2 separate regions of the Cricetulus griseus genome follow, and region 2 is linked to region 1. Evidence: chromatin contacts called from public Hi-C data. All regions are on one chromosome and are shown on one strand. The core of a region is the stretch at or near the end of the contact, and the rest is flanking DNA. Distances in the headings are between cores, read along the strand shown. Region 1 overlaps Mtcl1 (microtubule cross-linking factor 1). Region 2 holds the start of Mtcl1 (microtubule cross-linking factor 1).

What was found. Hi-C and Micro-C count contacts between places; a contact is called where the count stands out from the background.
Region 2: a contact with region 1 is called in a Hi-C map of the CHO-K1 cell line, with 2.8 times the contacts expected there. The contact joins the promoter of Mtcl1 here to the enhancer-like site in region 1. A contact is called at or near these places in 3 of 8 Hi-C or Micro-C datasets (the CHO-K1 cell line and fibroblasts).

The regions. Positions count from the first base shown.
Region 1 is chr2:455,286,441-455,291,823 of CriGri-PICRH-1.0, forward strand. Mtcl1 (microtubule cross-linking factor 1) reads right to left here. Exons shown (of 17, transcript XM_035441173.1): 11 at 3,464-3,661. Among named protein-coding and RNA genes, the nearest start is that of Mtcl1, 85 kb to the right of the region's middle. Within about 2 kb of position 2,156, at least 3 of the 6 cell types and tissues checked have open chromatin away from gene starts, as enhancers often do. A contact at or near this core is called in the CHO-K1 cell line and fibroblasts, where this site is marked.
Region 2 is chr2:455,371,682-455,377,051 of CriGri-PICRH-1.0, forward strand. Mtcl1 (microtubule cross-linking factor 1) reads right to left here and starts at 2,063. Exons shown (of 17, transcript XM_035441173.1): 1 at 1,355-2,063; 2 at 1,287-1,352; 3 at 587-1,284. The coding sequence starts at 1,613. It overlaps LOC118238441 (a long non-coding RNA gene), which reads left to right and starts at 2,150. Exons shown (of 2, transcript XR_004768773.1): 1 at 2,150-3,782; 2 at 5,245-5,370.

The sequences.
Region 1 (5,383 bases), core at 906-3,405:
AGTAGAAGGAAGGCCAGCTTTGGGGGCAGCCTCTTACGGCGTTTAACACCGGGGCTGGACTGGGGACGAAGGACCCTAGCAGCAGAACGAGGTCTTAGAGCTTAATGTGAAACAGAACTTCTCAAGCTCTTACAGTGAATCTTATGTTAGGCTCACCTCATTCATAACATAAACTGTGTCGTCTCTCTTTAATTAATTATTCTGATGCCAGGAAAACAAGCTGCTTTCTCTCTAGTTATCCAAGCCACCCTAGGACCACAGGGTCCCAATACTGACAACATGAATCACCTGTGTTTCAGACCTTGGTTTTAAAGGAACCGGCTTCCCTTTTGGCAGCCATTACAGCCGAACACATGCTTGCCATAAACCTGCCTTGGTCACGTAGAGGTCAGATGCCTGTCTCGTGACAAGGAACCCATCAGAAGTTAGTCACTAGAAAGTCAGATGCCTGTCTCATGACAAGGAGCCAATCGGAAGTTAGCTGGTGGCGCTATGCTTTATGGCTCTGGGTGTGCTTTACGGACAAGCGCACAGCAATGACGTAGAGAGCATAGCAACCGCCCTGGGAGGGCCTATGGGCCATAACAACCAGTTGACCAATCAACACAGGGCAAGCCCTCCAAGCCTGGAGGCACACCAATCGTAAGCCTGTGCGTACCCCTAGACACTCCCCTTACGCTGCCCTATAAGATCTTTTGGGAGACCCAAGGAGCCGTCTTTTCTCGCCATCCGCCATGGCGGGTGGGTGAAAGACCCGAGCTAACATGGGGTTAGTTCGTTAAATTACAATAAAGCCTCATGCAGTTTGCATCAAGCTTTCGCCTCCATTCTGTGTTTGGGGTGGCCGCCGTCCTGGGCTAAGATTCTGAAAGCCTCAGCTTTCTGAGGGTCTAACAGTTTCAGGAATTACTAAAAGTACGAAATCCATAAACAGCCTCAGGAATGCTGGCTGAAAATGGCCACTGGGCAGCCGACAGCTCAGAGCTTGATGGGAGTGATACAGTCGGCTCTCCCCTGCTCAGCCTCAGCTTGACACAGCAGCAAGGAAAATGAAAGCTCATACTACGCTGAAGGTCACTGCCATGGGATGGTGTAACTAAAGGCCGAGGAGGCAGGGAACATTGGCACAGCCAAATGTTTGCCAAACTGATGGATTTTGCTTCTGACCTGCACTCAGTGTGAGTGGGTACATTTGATATTTTTTTAAACTTCTTTGTTTATAATAAATGATGCCATCTACAGTGTTCTGTGGTTAAGATACAAATCCACAACGGAGGGAGAAATTTTGTTACTTTTTGTTACTTGCTCATTCATCCTTGGGAAAGCCATTCCCCAAGGTTCTGCCGGCTTTGAGGGGGCCATGGTTCTGCACAGAAGCTCTTCAAAAACATATCTATGGGTTCTTGCGTGCAGGCTGCCCAGCTAACAACCATGCCACTCCCAGGGAGGCGAATCTTCTAACAGAGACTGTTCACTCTCAGCGAGCCAGCTGTCGCTTCCGGTAGGGCTCATTAATCCCCTGTCCTCTTCCGAATGGCACTGTGCACACATTAGCTTTCACGGCTGCGGGCTGGCAGATTCAATGAAATGCAGACCTAATTCTGACATGCGCACTCCCCCTTCAGCCCATCCTCCAGCACGCTGCACCCAGTGGAAACCCACATGCCTGTCCTAGCCTGTCCCACTTTTAAGAGTAACCACAGAAGACAGGGGGAGATAAACATTCAGACACTCTGGTGGGTGGTTCCGGCTGAGTGACTTTACATTATTGTTCACCCCAAGGGTGACATTTTCCATGACTGTTTAGAAAACCAGATGTGCAGCATCTCTTCCCTTTTCCAAAGAGTTTGCATGAACTCCTGGGAAATGCCCAGCACGTGGTCTTAAGCTAGGGCAGGTCTGTCTATAGATGGGAGCCTATCGCCAACACTGCGGAGAACTGACAATACCACTTTCCAAAACAATAAAATGCCTGCCTTTTAAAGCTTTGTTCATGACTGGTAACATTCTAGTTTCTAACTAGATCACTGCTGGAAAACTTATTCCATGACCTCAGGTCTCCCCAGGGATTCTGGCACACTGACGCACTTCCTGATGACTCCAAGGAGAGGCCCCTTTGAAAGTTATTAACCCCATCCTGAGTCACATTGTTAGGGAAAACGAAGGTGGGTGGGGCACAGACAACTGTTCTGATTTGTATATGAAGAGACAGAAACATCCCCTTAGCCTGCACTGCAAAGGCACCACGATCTTGTTGGAATCTGCAATGAGGGGCTGGTCACAGCATCCTCCCACGTGACCCACGCCACTGTGGGCAGAGGAGACAGGTGAGAAGTAGCAGCTGCTGAACAGACTGCAGGAGTAATCCAGAATGCCTGTGGCTGGAAGGCTGGGCCATGCCCAGTGCCAAAATCTGCACCCTTACACCAGCAAGCAAGCAGCCAGGGCGGGGACTCCAGGCTTTCTGTAGGAACTCTCTGAAAAGCCTGGAGTTTTCCAAGTACTCCCTGAGCCTCCTCAGGATCTCAAGTCTCCAAATCAAAAGGAATGCAAAATAAATAACATGATAAAGTTTGTTATCAATAGTGCATGTGGGGGATTTGGTTTTCAGGGTGTCCTTGTAGTACTCACAGTAGTACATTTAGTAATTAATATTTAAAGCCAATTCCTCTTCACACACACTATGATATTTTTTCCAAAGCGTCACCATGTATTTTCATTTGGGTGTGTGTTTTAAGTGGTCAAAGAGAAACGTGAAACACTTTGTGCATGATGGGAATTTAAACAAATACTTCTTTATTTTTCCTTATAAACTATGTTACCAATGCAGTGTTGCCGGCAATGACTTCAGTTAAACACCAACCACAGAGCCCTGCAAGGTTGTTCCCTGGCTTTGATAGAAATGAGTAGTCTCTCTGCTTAAAAGTCTATCTAATGAATATCTATCTTCTGAGACAAATTTTCTGGATCTAAGGAGGCACAAATACTCAATAGACTTGATCTTACAATGGTCCTGAGTTACGCCTTAACCAAATGAATAGATGAGCTGACACTGGAGTGAACTCAGGAACAGCCCGATGGCTAGTAACATTGTAGCCACCCCTACTCTACCCCCCAATACTGACAGGTGGTCAAGTCAGCAGAGGACTTCTCTGCATCCAGGAACATCAACATTTGGAGTAAGATGACAGAGACAGGGGCTGGAGAGATGGCTCAGAGGTTGAGAGCACTGGCAGCTCTTCCAGAGGTCCTGAGTTCAATTCCCAGCAACCACATGGTGGCTCACAACCATCCGTTATTAGATCTGGTGCCCTCTTCTGGTGTGCAGATATACATGGAAGCAGAATGTTGTATACATAATAAATAAATAAAATCTTTAAAAAAAAAAAAAAAAAGATGTCAGAGACATGGCCCAACAGCCACCTCGGTGTATGGAACACCGGGCTTAGAGCCAGGCACTCACCTGCCGGTTGAGCGGTCCCCCTTCTGCGTTCTGAAGCCGAGATCCATTTTCGCTGATCTGTCCCGGGGAGTGTGGGGCATGCTCTCCCACCAGAAGGCTGCAGCCTCGGTCAGGGTCCTCTTGGTATGTTCCATCGGTCTGGTGACCCCCCTGTACGCTAAGCTCGGCAAACCCAGGTGCATTCTCTGAATGTTCACTCTGAAAGCAGCACCCAAGATGATCATTCAACTTGGCTTAGTTACATTCTGCTGTTCTAGAGACTGGCTTTTCCCCGACGACAGCGGCTCATTACGGGAGAAGCCAAGACCTGCCTCTGTGAGAGACCAAGCTCCTGGTCTCACACAAGCCTCCTCCTCACACTGGAACTGTGTGGCCTGTCGGCTCACGGCTAGCCTGCAGGTCACCCCCTGAGATGCTAGCTTCACTCACTGAGCCTCTTACACTTGAGGAGCTGTAGTGATCAATTTATTAGAACAGATTAATGAGGGCTGGAGAGATGGCTCAGAGGTTAAGAGCACTGGCTGTTCATCCAGAGGTCCTGAGTTCAATTCCCAGCAACCACATGGTGGCTCACAACCATCCGTAATGAGATCTGGTGCCCTCTTCTGGCGTACAGGCAGAATGTTGTATACATAATAAATAAATAAAATTGTTTAAAAAATTAATGAAAAGTTTTATTCTTGTAAATTACAACTGCTCACGGTGGCAGTTTTATAAATGACAGGAGGAGGAATTCCAGTGTGCTGATCAACAAGACACATCACAACCACATCTAGGCTTTGCTTAACCATGTCTTTCCATATCACGGACCCCAGGAACCTGGCTGAATTTTTTTTTTTTTCGAGACAGGGTTTCTCTGTGTAGCTTTGGAGCCTATCCTGGCACACGCTCTGGAGACCAGGCTGGACTCAAACTCACAGAGATCCGCCTGCCTCTGCCTCCCGAGTGCTGGGATTAAAGGCGTGCACCACCAACACCCGGCAATGGCTGAAATAATTTTTAAAGATGTTCTTCCAGCTAAGGAGAATTACCATTGGCAGTATTCACTGGAGTTAAAAACAGGCAAAAGGCTTCAGCAGCTCAGAGGCTCCAACACTCACAACGCTTGCGCGGCTGAGGTAGGAGCTTGCGCGGCTGCAGTGGCCGCCCACTGTGTATAAGGGTACTTTGACAGAAAGCAAGACTGGGGAACAGACGGGACATGCAAAGTCACGGGCCACTCTGACTTGTGCTGTAAAGAGCTGGTCGGTGACAAGTACGGTGGCCCACACTTGGGACCTCAGCAGTCAGGAGACTGAAGTACAAGAACTTGTGTTCAAAGCCAGCCTAGACTACATACAAAGATCATGTTTCAAAAACAAAAACCTAAGGAACACGAGGTATGGCTCAGTGGCTAAGGACACTGGCTGCGCTTGCACAGAGAGGGACCTGGTTTAGTTCCCAGCACCCACATGGCGGCTCACAAACATCGTAATTCCAGTTCTCGAGGGACTTGACACCCTCTTCTGGGCTCTGTATGCCCCAGGCACACGCATGGTGCCCAAGACATACATGCAGGCAAGACACCTGTATACCAAACAAACAAACAAAACAAATAGAAAGCAACAAACCCTCTCTCCAAATTTAGGAATTGAGACACATGGGGAGAAGACATACAACTGTCACAGGTGACAAAGTGACCATGTGAGGCTTAGGAGAGATCCCTACAAAGCTGGAGGGATGGGCTCCAGCACAGGGAACATTTGTGCGCCAGCTTTTATGTAAACCAGTGGGTTTGAAGGCAACAGTGAAGGCCTCAGGGTAATGACTTTAAGGACTGATATCCACCCACAACAAAGGAGGTGTGAACAAACCGTTCCAGGATGGAATTAAGGATCTCAGAGCTCTTAGAACCAAGTCCAACTACAGCACTCGCTCAAT
Region 2 (5,370 bases), core at 813-3,312, 85 kb after region 1:
ACACACACACACACACACACACACACACACACACACACACACACACTATCGCTGTCCCTGAACACAGGCCACAAGTTCAAGGCCCTTCGTCTGAATTTAACATCTGTTTATCACTAAAAAGACTCGCCCTCTCTGCTATACCCCAGAGACTTGGAGGATACCGAGTGGGGGGCCCAGCTTTCCGAACCCACAGGAGGACCTGCGGGTAAGTCCAGCACCTGGAAACCACACCACACACAAGTGCACGTGTAGGGTCGCGGCTGGGCTTCTAGGTGACCGTCAACAGGTGACAGTGCAGGGGTCAGTGTACTGAGAACGATTGACAGACACCTAAACGACGTCAGCGAAGACACGCAAGACTTCTTACAAACAGCAAGAGCCAAAGGCTAAAAACCAGACCTACAGGTCTTCCCACAAGTTTAGGGTTAAGTTACCAAAACCTAGTGGATATGGGGTGCAGTGCAGTGCAAAGTGTAAGAGGTAAGGAGTTAATGAGGCCCCCGGGAGACTGGGCTCGCAGGCCCTGAGGGCAGCCAGAGGACCCGGGGTCGGCCTCGGAGACACCTGCCACCCCAGAGACGCTCACCTTGAGGTAGTCATTCTCCGAACGCAGTTCCTCTATCTCCCTCAGCAGCTCTTCCTCCTCAGCCACCACCAGGAGCCGGGGCTGTTCGCCCAAGCCAGGCTCCCTGGGGGTCCCGAGAATCGTCCTCTCCGGTGGCGTTCGGCCCCCAACATCCTCCACAGAACCGGGTCCCGGAGACCCCGAGGGTGCCCCGCCTGGGCTGCTTCGGCCCCCGAGACTGGCATCAGCGACAGGGGGCGCCGTGAGCAGCGCGGGGGGCTCGGGGCTGCCCGGAGGTGGCCCGCGGGCTCCGGGGCTCTGGGTGGGTGCTCCGCGCAGGGGCTCGCGGTCACTGGAGCCGGTCCCCGACTCGGCGTCGCTGCTGGCTGCGGGGAGCAGGCGCTGCTCATCAGACAAGGGTTCCGAGGCGCAGTCCGAGAGATCCGAGCTGCTGTCCGTGTGGCTGATACGCGAGCCGGCCACCGAGGTCACAGAGAGGGTCACGGCGGGGACCCGGGCGGCGGGGGCCGGGGGCCCGACGGCGCGAGCCGGAGGCGTCCCGGGGCTGCGCTTGGCTTTGCGGCCCTTCGCGGCGGCAGGCGGCGGCTCGGCCCCAGCCGGCCTCCCGACCCGGGACAGTGGCTCCGCCGGCCCCGCGCGCGCCGCCCTCCTGGTCCCCGGGGTGGCCTTGGCGCCGCCCGCCGCCCTGGCTCCGGCGACCGCGGCGGCTTGTCCTTCGCGCCGGGGACTACGCCGCTGCGCCGGGAGAGGCGGCCGGCTGCGGCCGGGGCCCGGGCGACGGCGGCGCCTTGCCGGCGAGGCTGGGCGAGCGCGGAGCGGCGGGAGTCGGGGCACGGCCCGCAGAGGGGGTGGCGGCGGCGGGCCGCGTGTGCAGATCCTTGAGGAGAGGTCTGGCGGGCGAGGGTGCGCGGTGCAGCCGCCTCCTCTCGGCCAGCGGGTGCAGGTGGTGGTGGCGGTGATGCTGGCCGGCTGGCTGCGGCTTGGCGTCCGGGGCGCCGCCGCCCGCGGGGCCGTTCAGCGTCTCCATGGCCCGGGCGGCGGCCGCGATCCGCAGCTCAGGCGGCAGATGCTCCGGGCGGCGGTGGCGGCGGCGGCGTGCAGCCTCCCCGCGCGCCCGGTCATCACTGACCCCCTGCCCCGCCCGGCGTGCGCCCCGCGCTCCCGCCGTCCCCTCCCCCTCACTCGGCAGACCCGGGGGAGTTTCTCCCCTCGCTCGGGTCAGCGGCGCTCGGGTTCTCCCGGCACAGCCGCCTCGGCGGCCGCTCGCATCCCCTGCGCCGCGCGCTCAGAGCTCGCAGGCAGCCGCGGCCTGGCACCCAGACACACACACACAAAAAAAACACTTGTCTGGCGGCGCGCGCCGGGCTCCTGCGCCCCGCTCCCCGCCCACTCGGGACCGACCGGCAGCCACGGCTTCTGCCCGGCGGCTCGGGCGCAGAGAAGCTGCACGCTCGCTCCCCTCCGCCCCGAGCCCCGCGCGCACGCCCGCCTCCTGCCACCCGGCCGGGGAGGGGAGCGGAGCGGAGGGGCGGGGCGGGGCGGGCTGGAGGGCGGGGCCGGAGCTCTGGGGACGCAGAGCCGGCGGACCACTGTTTGCCTTTGGATGCGCTGGGGACCCCACCCAGGGCTGGCTAGGAAGGGAAGACGCTGGGATGAAGGGCGGGGAGAGGGAGAGCCTGGGCCCCTCGGGGACCCTGGAGGTGCGGGCCGTGTGGCGGGGCCTCCGCAGGGGGTGCCAGCTCTCTCTGCGTTCCGCCCAGCCCCCTCTATCCCGTCCTCTCTCCTGCCTCCCCGCCCCAGCTCCCCGCCGCTCTCCCCGGAGCCTCTGAAGGATCGCTGGTGCCGGATGCAGCGTCAAGACCGGCGCAGCGCTCCACAGTTGGCACCCCCGGTGGCCTGGGCAGCTCCGGGAGGGAGGAGCCGCTGTAGAAATAGGAGAAGCCAAGCCGTTCGCCAGGCTTGGGGTCTGAAAGGGAGCTCACATTTATAGTTCCTGCGGCCGTGAGCCAGGCGCTGCTGGCTCACGCTTTATCGTGCTAGTAACAGTCCCGAATTGGAAACCCTGCCTTCAGAACCAAACACGGGCGCGAGGAGGTGACTGAGCTCCGAGGCTCAGCCGGGTTTCGAACCCAGGTCTGCAGGAGTCTCAGCCAGCCGTGTGCCTTAGAGCTCCAGGGAACCTGAGCACAGTCTCCTCCCGCCCCGTGTGCAGGACGCTTGACCTTGTGAGTCTCGGGTTCCTTCCTCACCTGTAGACTCACAGGACACCGAATCTGGCTGCATGCTGATTAAATGGGGAAACAGGAGGACGTCCTTCTCCCGGAAAGTGATTGTGACAGTGAGCGTGGCGACGTCCCAGGCTTTGGATGGACAGTAAATGCGCCGAAGACAAGCTTAAGTCCTGTGTCTTCCTGAGAGATGCGCTGGGCTTTGGGCAGAGGCCAGTCCACAGCGCAGTGTAAGGAGGGCGAGGCTTAGATTTGAAGTTGTGGGGGAAGAGGGATGGATTCTGAGCCTGATTCATCTGACTTGCTGAGACATAAAACACCCCAAAGAGAGATGACAGACTTGGAAATGTTAAAGGAAGACTGACTCCGAAGTCTGTAATCCTAACCACAGAGTGACCCTACTTAGCCAGAACTGTCCGAAGCTGCACCAGAAACTGACTTTTTTTTTTTTAAGCATAAATCCGGAAAGTCGTGCTCCGGAAAGTCAGACCGTACTGAAACCGGGCCCGGCCTTGGAGAACCGCTTTTCTGGAAATCTTTTGAAAGTGAGATACATCCTGAGTCGCCTTGGAGTGCTTGGAGGGAAAAGGACACTAGTTGGTTGTTAGATTGTGGGCCAGGAAAGAGAATAGAGGCCGGCAGCCACGCTTGGTTAAGCATGACCACTAGAGGGAGCTCCAGTGCCTCCTTCAGTACCAAAGTGGCGACTCCAGTCCCGGGCAGGTGACCTAGAACACCCACACCCTCACATTCCTGAAGAATTACGTCCAGGACTTTAAGTACAGCATGCCACCTCTTCAGACTATACACAGTCACGCAAAAATCCACCCAAAAGCGTTCCAGTAAGTTGTCTTCCAAAAACATCCACAAGACTGGTACCCGGCTTCCTTTTCCTTTAGAGAGGACCAAGTTCCTCTTTCTTAGGATGATGGTGACGCTACCTACCTGCACCTGGCCTGGGGTGTTAGGTAATTCTTTGTTTTCCTGTTTCCTGTAAGTTAACGGGTTTAAAGAGGCAGGTGCTTGTTGGGTTGGTGGCATGGCTCAGTGTAAGCATGTGGTCAGGCGTTCCAACACCCGCACCAGGTAAAAACAACAACAACAACAACAACAACAACAACAAAACCAGAGAGGTCTGTGTTCTCCTGTGACCTGCGCGCAGGAGGGAATGGATCCGGTAGATCCCGGGATCTCACTGGACAGCCAGTGTAGCAGAAACAAATGTGCTCTGGGGTCTCAAGAGAGTGGGGGGGGTGGAGAGGCGGGAAGGAATATACGTCCACACTATACGTCCATACAGCACACGCACACACCCACCACCCACATGTAGCCCAGTGCGTGTGGAGGTGCTCGAACACACGCACAGTTCTGCCGCCTGTGGCAAATGTTTAAAGTCAGCTGTAATTTGAAAAGATTCTTTTCTCTTATTAAATTAGTCTAAAGATTAATGGTTTATAATTTAAATGAAACTTAAGTTCTTTATTCTGTAGAATACCAACACAACAAGACGTGCCTGTGCCTGTTTGGTCGCTTTCCCTCAGATGTAGACCTTCACTCAGCCCCTCTCAGGAAGTGATCAGCCAGCCTGCCTCCATCCTAGGCTTGAAAGCTATCTTATATTAAAGACAACAAACTAGGTTCATTCCTGTTTATGATTAAATCTGTTTCTCAAGACTGGGCTGTGCCCCACCTGTAACCTTAGCCACAAATGGTTCTGTACTGCCTGTTCCAGGAAACCCCAACCATATCTTTGTTTCAAAAAGTTGTGTATAACCATCTTTGCAACCCTACCTTTGTTTCAAAAGTTTGATATGACCACCTTGTCGCAACCACCTTCTAATTATGCCTTTGTTTCAGGAGGTCATTAGGACTTATATGCTATACTTACGTGGGGGTGGTGGTGGTGGTAGCACCCACCTTTAATCCCAGCACTTCGGAGGCCGAGGCAGGCGCATCTCTGAGTTCGAGACCAGTGCTAGTTCCAGGACAGGCTCCAAAGCTACATCAGGGAAACCCTGTCTCAAAAAAACAAACAAGCAAAAACAAAAACCGTGCAATGCTCATGTACCTCTCCTGCAACCCAGTCTATTTTGCACACCAAATCTCCCATTGGAAACCCCCACCCCTGAGCTATAAAAACTGCCTTCCTCTCTCATCCAATGCTGACCTCTTGAACCCCACCTTAGGGAACGGCAGCCCGTATACACAAAAAGTTTGCTTTAATTAATTGCTGGCCTTGATCAGTTTGCCCATAATTATTTGGGTCAGTTGGTCTTTTTCCTCGAATCTTTGGGACTAACAGAAGGTGACTAACCCAAGAGTGGTTTTGCAAGCTTCTGCAATTGTCGGCCGGGTTTGGACAGGGAAGGTACTGTTGGGAGATTGGAGGAAGAGAAAAAACAACACATTTCCCTCTCTTCTTGGTTACAGGTGGCCTCTTCACCAGGTGCATGGCATTCTCAGTATCTCGCTGTCCCTGGGTGCTGTGCACCTTCCGGTAATGGTTCATTCTCCCATCATCTGACAGTCAAAATCTGGCCCAAATTCTGTGCCTAC